2 separate regions of the Mus musculus genome follow, and region 2 is linked to region 1. The links are chromatin contacts, called in public HiChIP or PLAC-seq maps. All regions are on one chromosome and are shown on one strand. The core of a region is the stretch at or near the end of the contact, and the rest is flanking DNA. Distances in the headings are between cores, read along the strand shown.

Region 1 (5,513 bases), core at 2,835-5,334:
GCCAGGAGAAAGGAGAGCGGGTAGATACTGCTCAGCCGCTCCACCTTCTCATCCCCACACCTCCCTCCCCACTTGGAAGCCTCCAGCCTCGTTCCCTGGGCTTGACTGAATTCCTAAGAGGCCAGGAGGAGCCATCTTTATCTCCCAGGATCTTTCCTGCCTCTCCTGCTGTTGCCTTTTCCCATCTCCCAGGACCCTGAGTTGCCTCTGCTGTGCTTAACACCCGTGATCATTGGCTTTTTCCCAACCATTCTTACAAAAAGCACCTCACCTTGCTCTCTATGAACATCTACCTCATCGCAAAATGAGAAATATTCAGTGAGCAGACGAACGGACCCAGCATTAACAAATCTCTCTTGGCCCTGACCTCCTAAGTCTCCAGCCTCAAGTTTTCACACGGGTCTCTTTCCATTCTCAGGAGGTCCTTGAACGGCAGGCCCCAGGCAGGGTCACATGCCAACACCAGAAGCTGGCATCAAACCCTAGCATACACCTGCTGAACCGGCCTCATTGCATCTCTCATCCAGCACCCGGAACTCAGCTGGGTCCGCCCCCGCTTGGCTTTTCTTTTTCCTGGCCTCTCTTCCGGAAACACGTTTTTCCTTCCTTTAGACCTCGGTGCTTCCTGCACAGGAAGAAGGACTTTGGATGTGGGGTGCTATTTATAGTGTGGCTCCCTCCTTGTAGACCTCACTGAGGAAGGGGCCACCGCACAGGGACTGCGGTGGAGGACACTGGCTTTCCGTGATCCTTGACATCAGGACGAGAAACCTGAGATCGCAGATGAGTATCAGAGTTGAAGTGTCTCTTGGGTTCCAACCTGGGTTTCTTTGATGATGTCTGTATGTGCAAGGGCCCCACAACTCTCCCAGTGCCCTGGAGCCCTAACTTCAGAGGCAGAGCCACAGGCTCTACTTGTGGGGAGAACCTGAGGTCCGTTTTGTAAGAAAGAGACTCAGAGAGATTTATATGAATTCTGTCCCAAGGGACAGATCAGTCATAACCCAGGCTAAAAATCCCTTGACACTTGCCTAACACATCACACCTACAAAGGAGTACTCCAGCTGTGGTGGCATCTTCGGGTGGACTGAAGGTGTCACCAGTAAAGACAGTTGAATTCCAATTTTTCTCAGAAGATGGTTTTATTTGGAGTAGGGTCATGGCAGATATAATTGGTTAAAATGACGTCTGGTCGAGGTAGGAAGTGGGTCTCTCACCCGATATGACCTCTGTACTAACAAGAGGGCCATTTGGACACAGACACACACAGCAATCAGACAATATGAGAGGGCCACAGGAAAACCATGTGGTCTCCATAGTGATGGACCATAGTGATGGAGAGGAAGTCTGGATTGATGGATCTGCAGACCAAGGGAGGCCAAGTGCTGGCAAACACTGGCAGTGAGAAGAGGCAAGAGGGACTCTTCGCTGTGGGTTTCATGGTATGAATGTGACACTACTGTTTTTTAAGGACTTATTTGTCATTGTATGTGTATGGGTGTTTTGCCTGCATGCATGTCTGTGTACCATGTTGATGCCCAGTGCCCACAAAGGCCAGAGGAGGATGTTGAATCCCCTGGAACAGGAGGTACAGACAGTTGTGAGCCATCATGTAGGTTCTGAAAATTGAATATGGGTTCTCTGAAAGAATAGCCAGTGGTCTCAACACTGAGCTAGCCCTCCAGCCCTTGCCCTACTGTTATCTTGATTTTAGACTTTCAGTTGCTAAAACCGTAAACAAATGAACTTCTTGGAGGAATCTTGTTGTTTGTTCAGTTTTCTGAGACACTATACAAAATAGCTTGTTTGTTTGTGTTTGAGGCAGTGTCTCACCACGTGACTCTGGCTGGCTTGGAACTCTCTATGTAGACCTGCCTCTGCTGGGATTAAAGAACGCACTACCGAAACTAGCTTTTTCTTTTTAGATTTACTTGTTGGGATTGGAGAGACATACATGTAAATAAAAGAGTTTAAAAAAATCAAAACTATTCAGTTATTTTATGTGTATGGCTGTTTTTCTGCATGTATGTATGTATGTATGTATGTAGTATGTATGTAGTATGTATGTATGTATGTATGTATGTATACCATCTGCCTGCCTGGGGGCCAGAGGAACACATTGGATTCTCTGAGACTAGAGTTACAAGTGGGTGCTGGGAACCAAACTCGGGTCCTTAGTAAGCAAAGCCAAAGTTCTTAACCACTGAGCCATCCCTCTTTCTAGCCCCGATGAGACGGGGCTTTTCTGTGTAGTCCAGGTTAGCCTCCAACTCTATCCTCCTGCCTCAGCCTCTGCATGTTGGGATTACAGGCATCACCATATACTGATGAGCTTCTGCCACCCAGTTTGTTACAGCGGCCACAGGACACCTGATATGACACCGGCTTGAGGGAGGAGGTCTCTAAGAGGAAAGAAGCTTACATGAGCTGCACCAAGGGGTACAGAGGGTTCCACTCCTAGGCCAGTGATCCTCTAAAAATACTGCTCCTGCTCTTGGCTCTCCAGCCATTGTGTATCTCCCACAGACCGCAATCGCTCCACCCTGCTGGGTGTTCCTTTGTGAAACCTTATCTGTCCTTCCTCTCCCAGCGGGGCTAAGCTCAGACCTTCCATAGCTGGAGTGTGGCAGTGGGTTTGTTGCCCCAGCTCCCCTTTTCCAGACCATTAGTCATCAACATTGCTTTATCAACGCTCCCTGTGAATCAGACTCATGCTGAGTGCTGGGTTCCCAACCGTGCACAGTCACACACAACCCCCAATCCCACCCCCGCCTGGGACAATACCCCTGTTAGCCGGCTGCCCCCCTCGGGGTCTCCACCCTCTCCGTCACCAACAGGACCCTGTTCTGCTCAGGCCCCTTTGTCTTTCACAGGCAGGGACAGACACACCTGCCTGTTGACACACACCAGTTCAATACAGACCAGTGAACTTGGAGAGAGCACACCACCCTCTACCGAGGAAGAGTCTGCACTGCACAGGGTGGAGGTGGCTGCAGTCTAGAACAGAATGGAAGGTCACCATAGGAACCAAAGATGGTCTAGAAACAAAGTCAACAAGGACACGTCTAGGACTCCTCTAAGGGTTGCCACAATTGCTTTTACTCTTCTCTCCTTTCACCCTCCCTGGGTTGGGTTGCACTGAGTTGCCCAGGCTGGCCTCAGACTGACAGTGGAGCCCAGGTTTGCCTGGAAGTTGTGATTACCTGACTTTACCCTCCCAAGTACAAAGACCATGCTCATCTCCCTACTGGTGTATCCGAGCCCTCGGAACCCCGATGGGTATCACAGTTGCCCGGTGGTGTAATTAAGGACCACAGCTTATAAGCTGTGGTCCTTTCATATCAGAAACGAAAAGACGCAAAGGGCTGAGTGTGTTCGATTATGTCAGCAATCCCAGAATGCACGGAGATAAGCAGGAGGATTGCTACAAGTCTGAGCCGAGGCTGGATCACACTGTGAGACTGTGCAGAAACAACACAAACAACACAACACAAACCAAATCCTACAGCTCAAGGAGGATGTGTCTATCAAACTTGGCAGAACCAAAAAATTTCTTTTACCTGTAAGTAATTTATGCTCGGCTAAAACATCAGACTCAAACTAGAACACATTCCACTATTCGTTCTTATAGAATTCATTATAGACAAAACTAATTTATGGCGATACACATCAGCTCTGTGACACAGCTGTGGGGGTTATCTACTGATGAAAAGGACGGGGACGGGGGATAGGCTCTTGGAACAGTTCTGTGTCGTCAAAAACACATCAAACCAGACACTTACGATCTGTTCACATGACTGTTGGTAAATTTTATTTTGATTTAAATGAAAATCATATACAACAAAAAAGAAAGAGGGCATTTCCTTTTTATTTGTAAGGAAGTCTAGATTTTCAGAAGACTGCAGGGGACTGCGGGATCCTATTTCCTTCTCTGAATCTCGCCAGGCCTATTTAGGACCCTGTCCAGGCTTAGTACAAAGATGCAGGTGGAAGAAAACAGAGCAGCAACCTCAGCCCTAGGACCACGGAGCCTGGCTCTTTCCAGCTTTGTAAGGCAGAGCTCTGCCTCAGAGGCAACTAGGCAGAGAGCTCCCGGATGTCCCATTGTCATGGAGATGGACCCATCTGCCTTTTAACCCACAAGCCAATTCAAACCTCCCACCTTTCCATATTTTTTGCCTCAGTTACATCTGCGATCCCTCCTTCTGAAGCCAGTGCTATTTGTAATACTCTGAGACACAGACTAGACCAGATAATGGGTCAGTCTTGCCAAACAAAACCTCGGGTCACACTCATTACACACACACACACACACACACACACACACACACACTGCAGTCGGGTCACACTCATTACACACACACACACACACACACACACACACACACACACACACACACACACTGCAGTCTGGGGCCCAGTGGACTCAGTGGGATTATATATCTCAGAGCTGGCACAGGACATACCTCTCTGATCCCATGACAAGGTAACATTGTCCCACCACATGTCTGGTGTATAAATACCCTATTGGGAATAAATCCTCCCAAAAGAGTAATCTGCAGTGCTGGGGCTGCATGTTTGATGCAACAGTGACTTCGTTCAGTCACTTTCCTGTCTGACACAGACCCTCTGTGGGCCAATTGTTAGTAAGTATAGAAACATGGGTCCCTGAACATGGGTCAGGGCCAACGGTCATAAGCAACATTCACTTTGTACCAGAGCACCAGCTCCTCCCTGGAGCACCACACCAGAGCACCAGCTCCTCCCTGGAGCACCACACCAGAGCACCAGCTCCTCCCTAGAGCACCACAATTCTGAAGATCAGCTAATGCCACCATTGTCTTCTGGATAAGAAAACTGAAGGTTGGGGAAATTACAGGATCCCAAGTCAGGCCTGTGAGTTTTCTCTAAAATCACACTTCAGAGGCCCAACATCAAAGAGAGGCAGAGGAAGCAAGAGGTGGCCACCAAGACAGCCAGGAAAGTCTGGATCCAGGGTACTGGGGGGGGGGGGGCTGATAAGGGGGATAGATAGGCATTCCCGCCCCGCCCTGCCCGCCCCCCCCCTCCAGCCTCAGTTGAGTTTAAAGGTGACTTTGATCCCTGAGTAACCAATCTGTAAATGTTTTCCGAGCCCCTACTATGTGCTGTCCATTTTTCTCAGCCCTGCTCTGGCTTCACAGACCTCAGGCCATCCCCTGCCCATCACCCCCCAAAACGGAGGCCTTTGTGTAGGCTTGGGTGTGGGTGCAGAGAGGCCACAGTGTCTGCAGCCAACTCCGTGGCAGTCCTCATCCACGTCCCAAGGCCACCCAGCCACGTGCTCACTGTCTAGATTTCTCTAGCAGCCTCTGATTTCTCTAAAGGCAAGAAGGAGGGGAAATGCCTCCGGTGTGGTGTGGTGTGGTGTGGTGTGGTGTGGTGTGGTGTGGTGTGGTGTGGTGTGGTGTGGTGTGTTTGTGATGGCATTTAAAAGGGGACTGGGAGTAACCACAAGGCTGGACAGCATAGAT
Region 2 (6,164 bases), core at 1,591-4,090, 89 kb after region 1:
CCCTCTGCCACGTTCTACACTGTCGATAAAATTATCTTTACTGCTGTTCCTTTGTCTAGCAATGTATTACTCCCTGGCTTAATTTCTTCAAGTAAATGTTTAAAACAATAGCTCTAGGGCTGGAGAGAATACTCCACTGGAGAGCTGGCTCAGCTGAGTACTGACTGTTCTTCCACAGGACCTGAGTTCAATTCCCAGCACCCACGTGGTAGCTCACAAATACAGATATAAATGTAGGCAAAGCACCAAAGCACATAAAATAAAAATAAATGATTAAAAAGATAAATCCAGTTACTTTGTTGGTTGGTTGGCTGACTGTGGCTCTTCACCCAGCTGTGCGTGTCCCTCCGCGTGGTCTCTTCCGTCCTTACAGTAAGTAGAATGTAGAATGGGACATTCATAGCTAGAGACATTCTTGGCTCACTCCCTGCCCCCTCCTCAGGGCATTTTGAGTCAGCCCCAAACAGCTGGACTCAGCTTGCCTGACAGGGCAGATCAGCTTTCTATTTGGTAGGGGGAAGGGGAGGTGGCAGCTCTGAGTTGCTACAGGGGACATTCTGTCCATCTGTCCCATGTGGGGTCAACAAGTCAGTAAGAGTCCAATCAGAGTCCCAGGACCCAACCTTCCTTCCCCGGGTCAGGGGCCTGGTTCCTGCTCCTGGTGTAGTAACCCTGATGGGGAGGCACGCTCTGCACCCTCTGCTCTTGGAAACTTGATCTCAATATTTAATTAGTACAACCCGGACCTGAGTCCCCCTCAGATAGGGCTTCCAGGAAAGAAGCCAGTCCTGGGGGGAACTGAATTATCTTTCCTAACCCCAGGAGGTCACGTGACTGCAGGGTCTCAAGATGACTCCTGGATTCCAAAGACTGACTCTGGCCATTGGGACAGCAGTAGAGGGGCCCAGAGCATGATGCTCCACGGAGTTTCCTCCTAGGCCCCTTTGCTCACTCTCTTTTTACCTGATGTCACCACCCTTTCCCTTCCTTTCTCCACCGCTTAGAAGCCTCTAACCCTCCAGCCAGTAAGGAAAGAGTGTGGGTGGCCATGTCATGTGTTACAAGGGCTCAGTGTTTATGGAGAGGCAGGGTGATGTCACCAGCAGATTCCAGGTCCTGTAAGCCACCAATACATTCATGCCCTAGACTCTCTGATTACAAAGCTGCAGGATCCCGGTTAAGTTGTTTGAGTTCTCTGCCTTGTTTTTTTTTTCCCTCATGAGAAAATGTGAGCAAAACACTATGCCCTATCTCTCATGAGAATTTAAAGCATGGGGGAGGGCTCTGTAAATTTTGTCTTGAGAATGATCCAGTAGTTATAGAAAGCATCAGTGAACGAGAAGGAAGCAGTAGAGATGGGCTCAATGGAGACACTCCTCCCGGTCCCACTCCCACCCCCATTTCCTAAAGGAGAGAGGGTTGGTTAAGGCAGGATTCTGCCAGGTTGGTCAACTCAGCAGTCCCTAGAAGAAGGCTGAGGGGAAAGCCACACCATAGTGGCTGGCCGACAAGTCCCTAAGGGCACTGTCTAATCTCTCTCCTGGAGTGGCATTGTGGGAGTTGGGAGCTGAGGGACAGGGAGAAGGTCAGAGGGAGGGACAGACAGGGCTCTGGATGGGAAACTGATGACTCTTTCTCTCCACAGCTGGCTTGGTTCTGCAGGGGAGGATACCCCCGGCTCACAACAGAATCCTCCCTGTGCCCGTTAGTTTTTCGACACCGAGGACCAAAACAGGAGGTGTGAGTACAAAGAGGTCTTCTTTCTGACTAATTATTTATCATTAGTCCCAGAACCTTTACGATTAACATGTCCATGAGTAGGTGTTTAAGAAACTTTGGCCTGGAGGGGTTGACCAAGAGGGCCAGATGAGGGAGGTCCTAGGAGAGACATCTTTCTCCGGCTTCTGACCTTATATGATGGAAGACATAGTAGGAAGAGAGAAATAACTGAGTTGGCAGATCTGTCCCGGGTCTTCACGAATGGTCACTAAGTTGCTCTTCGCAACAATCCTACCAGATCAGAATGGATTAGTTATCCCATTTGATACATGAAAGTATGGAATAAGGTTAGAGCCATTGGCCAGGTAGGAGAGGTTTGAAGTCAACTGAGAAAAGCCTGTCTCCCTTCAGCATAGTGTCCCAGGAGAAGCCCATTCTCTGCTGTGGACTCTGCAGAGAAGCCACAAGGCTGAGGGCTAACTGCAGTAGGCATGGTTGGGCTCCAAGTCAATGCTCTGTGAGACAACCCCACACCCACAGCACGTGTGTCTACTTCCCATTGATCCATCAGGATTTCTCTCTCCCCACTTTATACACACTATTTTCTAACGCCTACCTAAGTAGAGGCAGGGAAAGGTGGGAGAGTAGGTTGTCAGATCTGTGGCCAGCCTCCCTTGAGCCCAGCAGAGAGACATCTGCTGATGATGGTGGACAGACCCAACACTAGCTTTTGGCAGAGGCTGGGCGACCAGAACTCTCGTGCTCTGAGAAGCAGCGGGTATTTGACACCCACCCTGCCATGGTGCCACTGCGTTATCGTCAAGCCGGCCCCACCCCAGGCCAGCAATGACCTGGCTCCTCTAGGAGAGGATCCTCGGCCCTCCCCCACTTCTCCTCTTTCTCCTTCTGCTATGCCCCGGGTGTGAGGCCGGGGTGAACGGTTGAGGCTGGGGGTCGGGTGAGGGGCTCGGAGCGGTGTTTTAAGAAGGGGCAGCCCGCAGGCTATTGAGAAAGCAGCCCCCTCCCGGGCCCGCGCTGCTGATGGGTGTTGGAGCCCCACTGCAGCCCCGCCCCCCGGGGCCCTGTCCGGGCGGGTGCGCGGCGCAGAGGGGAGGGCCAGCGGGGCAGGAATGCGCGGCGGGCGGCGCAGGAGGCGAGCGGTGGAACATGTAAGGGCACATCCCGCCAGCAGCCGCCCAGCTCGCAGACGGAGCGCAGGGGAGCGGGCGTGCGGGCGGCGAGGCGCAGGGCACCGGGTAGAGGCTCGGGGAGGTCGAAGCGGCGCGCAGGGTTCCAAGCCGGCGGCGAGAGAGTAGCATCGCACGAGCCTCCCGGTACCCGCTGTCTGCGAGGCGGCCCGGGCCGCAGGCTCGACCGCACAGGGAGCAAGGCCAACCAGCTCCAGGGCGCGAGAAGCCGGCGCTGTAGAGCCGGGACAGCCGGGATCGCCGCAGCCTCCAGAGCTGTGGGAACCTCGGGGTGCCCATGACGGCGGCGGCGACCGTGCTGAAGGAGGGCGTGCTGGAGAAGCGCAGCGGCGGGCTGCTGCAGCTGTGGAAGCGGAAGCGCTGCGTGCTCACCGAGCGCGGGCTGCAGCTCTTCGAGGCCAAGGGCACGGGCGGCCGGCCCAAGGAGCTCAGCTTCGCCCGCATCAAAGCCGTGGAGTGCGTAGAGAGCACCGGGCGCCACATCTACTTCACGCTAGTGACCGAAGGCGGGGGCGAGATCGACTTCCGCTGCCCCCTCGAAGACCCTGGCTGGAACGCTCAGATCACCCTGGGCCTGGTCAAGTTCAAGAATCAACAGGCCATCCAGACTGTGCGGGCCCGGCAGAGTCTTGGGACTGGGACCCTTGTGTCCTAAACCATGAGGCGTATCATTTTATCGACATGCCCCCCCTCTCCCATCTCCGTGCCCAGAAGACATGTCAGGTGAGTCCCAGAGCACTGAATCCTCTCTCTTCTTCCTCCTCTGCTCTCTATAGAAAACCAGGGGCTTTGATTTCTATCCCAAAGCTGGACGATCCCAGAGAAGGTTGTTGGGACCAACAGAGCGTAGATCCGAAGAGAATGTGTTTTTGGAAGCCGGGCCTTTTGCCAAGTGAGCAGAGCAGGCCCTTTCCCTAGGGCACCAGGCAGGAGGGTCCTTAATGTAACCCAAGTGTCGGAGAGGAAGATGGGTGGGAGCACGGAGAGAGAGCACGGGTGGGATAGGCCTCCTCAGAGATTGGTTCACTCACCATAGGACTCCTGCGTTGTATGACTGTCTTCCAGAATGAATGCATGCTGGAGAATGTAAGTGTTGAACTGCGATGACAACTCACTACGGTGTAGTTATCGAAGGAGTTATAAGGGCTTGCGAACAAAACCATGCTGTCTTAGGTCCCTACGTGGGGCCTCAGTGGAAGGCTGGGCTGAGCCAATGGCTTCAAAAACTCATTCTTGATAATGGATCTGGGGCTCCAGGGCTGAGGTGTGGGAGCATAAAGGAGTGTGAGATGTGGAATGTGAGATGTGGCCGGGACATCATTGCAGGGATGATAGGCCTGGCCTATCCATGAGTGCTGGCCAAAGGCATGCTGGGCCAGAGGAGGAGAAGCTAGAAGAGGGATGGGTGGCTGAGAACAGGATGGGGCCATGCATCTCTATTCATGATGTCTTAATCCTCCTAAAGGCAGAAGGTGGGGGGTGGGGGGGTTGGTTTGTGGTTAGAATGGCTCAAGGGAGGGACCAAGAATAGAACCTAGAAGCCATGGCATTTAGCCGTGTGCCCTCTTCCCCAGATACTACTCCCTCCTCATGGGAATCAGAGCTGGGGTTTATATAATTCTGCCCTTAACTTCTCCAACGGAAGCTTTGGTCCCTCTGAACCCAGCTACACCACCCAAAGTACCTCATCCATCTCCTCTTCCATCTCCAGCAAACAGAGGTCAACTGAGCCTAGGGATTATCTGGTGTTCCAGCCCCTTTGAGACTCTGGTTTGCTGCCCCCCCCCCCATAGAGAAGCTGTAAAGCAAACCCTCTGGGCTAAGAATGGGTCCACCATGATCCCTTAGGACGCAGAGAGGGGCTGGAGGAAGCAGCTTCCACTGACCACAGCATGTCATCAGCCTTCTGTCCATTTCTCCAGTCAATCCCTGGTCAAAAAATACTTGGGGGAAAAAATGTTTCCCTAACACTCACAGACCTTTTTTTTTTCTTGTCAATCATTTCCCAAACAGTATAGTTTAATGACAATTTATATAACATTACATTGTGTTAGGTATTAACAATAATACAGGGATGACTGCAAGCATATGGGAGGTTTGCATAGGTTATATGCAAAACTACACCCGGTTAGAGAAAGAAGCCCCCGGATTTTAGTGTCTGTGGCATGACCTGGATGGAACCTGTTCCCTGTGGATAACAGGAGTGGTCACATTATTTCCTTCTGTTCTGGTGTAGACAGGTTGAGAAGACCTGGTGTGAGGCATGCAATAAACCAACCATCCTAACCACTGTTCTTGCTTTCCAGCTTCTCTGTCCACTTTGGTTGGTTGGGACCTGGCTACATGTGATGAGCCAGAAGCTATCAACATGAGGAAGATAAACCTATCATCATGGAAGGAGCCAACCAGCCAGAGACGGAGAGCAGAAGCCAGTAGGGGCTGAGCATGAAGATTCAGTTCCTGGACACTAAGACTGTTGTTATATCCAGCTCAGACTTGCGAGCCACAGGCCTGGCCTCCAGTATCATGACTTGGGCCTTACCTGGTCCAGCCCTTGGTTCTGGGTTCTGCAGACTGCTGTTTGACCTCTGGCTTTGAGACATGCCCAAAGAAGGGCTGGCTGTTCTTCATGGCGTGCTAAGCCAGTGCCTCAGAACTCAGGAGGCCAGCCTGGGGTCCAGAAGATGACCACCTTACCTTAGGACAGCCACTGGACTCAGCTTGTGGAGGGGGGTCTGCTGGGCTGGAGTCCTGTGCCTGGGGGGGGTCTCCTGCTGCTTAGGTCCTTTTGGGACCCCCCCGCCCATCTGTACCCTTTCTTTGCACACTTCTTCCCTCACCCCTGTTGCCCTCTCCTCACTTCGGTGTTGGGCCTGGAGGGGGTGGGGGTGGGGTAAGGGTTGGCCCTTTACCATTTCATGCTTATTCCAGAATGAAGAGGCCCAGTTCGTGGGCAGTAACCACGCTGTCTACTGAGTGAAATTCTTTTAAGTACAGGACACCTAGAGCTTTGGAACATCTCTTCTCTAGTCCACAGGCCCTCTGAAAGATGTAACTTGAGGGGTACAAGCACTGTACCCCCAGTAGACATGGCCTCATCGGCCATAGGAAGGAAGGGCCCCAGTGTGACTGAAGAATGTCAAGTCCTGCAGCTGCCTCTTCTGTAGAGGGTGACTTTGTCCCTACTAACCTGGGAAGTGACTCTAGTTTCCAGGTAGGCTTCTCTCCGTGTGGTTT

What was found. HiChIP or PLAC-seq counts read pairs in DNA pulled down with a chosen protein or histone mark.
Region 2: a contact with region 1 is called in an H3K27ac HiChIP or PLAC-seq map of embryonic stem cells, with 23 read pairs. The contact joins the promoter of Phlda3 here to the enhancer-like site in region 1. A contact is called at or near these places in 4 of 39 promoter capture datasets (3T3-L1-derived adipocytes, the SN4741 cell line and embryonic stem cells), 2 of 15 datasets of contacts at CTCF or cohesin (the NIH/3T3 cell line and embryonic stem cells), 7 of 484 Hi-C or Micro-C datasets (the G1E-ER4 cell line, the MPC-11 cell line, embryonic stem cells and 1 more), 10 of 115 datasets of contacts at active chromatin or transcription factors (bone marrow-derived macrophages, embryonic stem cells, epiblast stem cells and 5 more) and 3 of 9 other capture datasets (adipose tissue, embryonic stem cells and liver).

The regions. Positions count from the first base shown.
Region 1 is chr1:135,673,042-135,678,554 of GRCm38.p6, forward strand. It overlaps a transcript of Nav1 not described here. Among named protein-coding and RNA genes, the nearest start is that of Gm32835, 12 kb to the right of the region's middle. Within about 2 kb of position 4,085, at least 24 of the 459 cell types and tissues checked have an H3K27ac peak or open chromatin away from gene starts, as enhancers often do. A contact at or near this core is called in embryonic stem cells and epiblast stem cells, where this site is marked.
Region 2 is chr1:135,763,245-135,769,408 of GRCm38.p6, forward strand. Phlda3 (pleckstrin homology like domain, family A, member 3) reads left to right here and starts at 2,841. Exons shown (of 2, transcript NM_013750.2): 1 at 2,841-3,650; 2 at 5,234-5,890. The coding sequence starts at 3,205. The coding sequence ends at 3,582.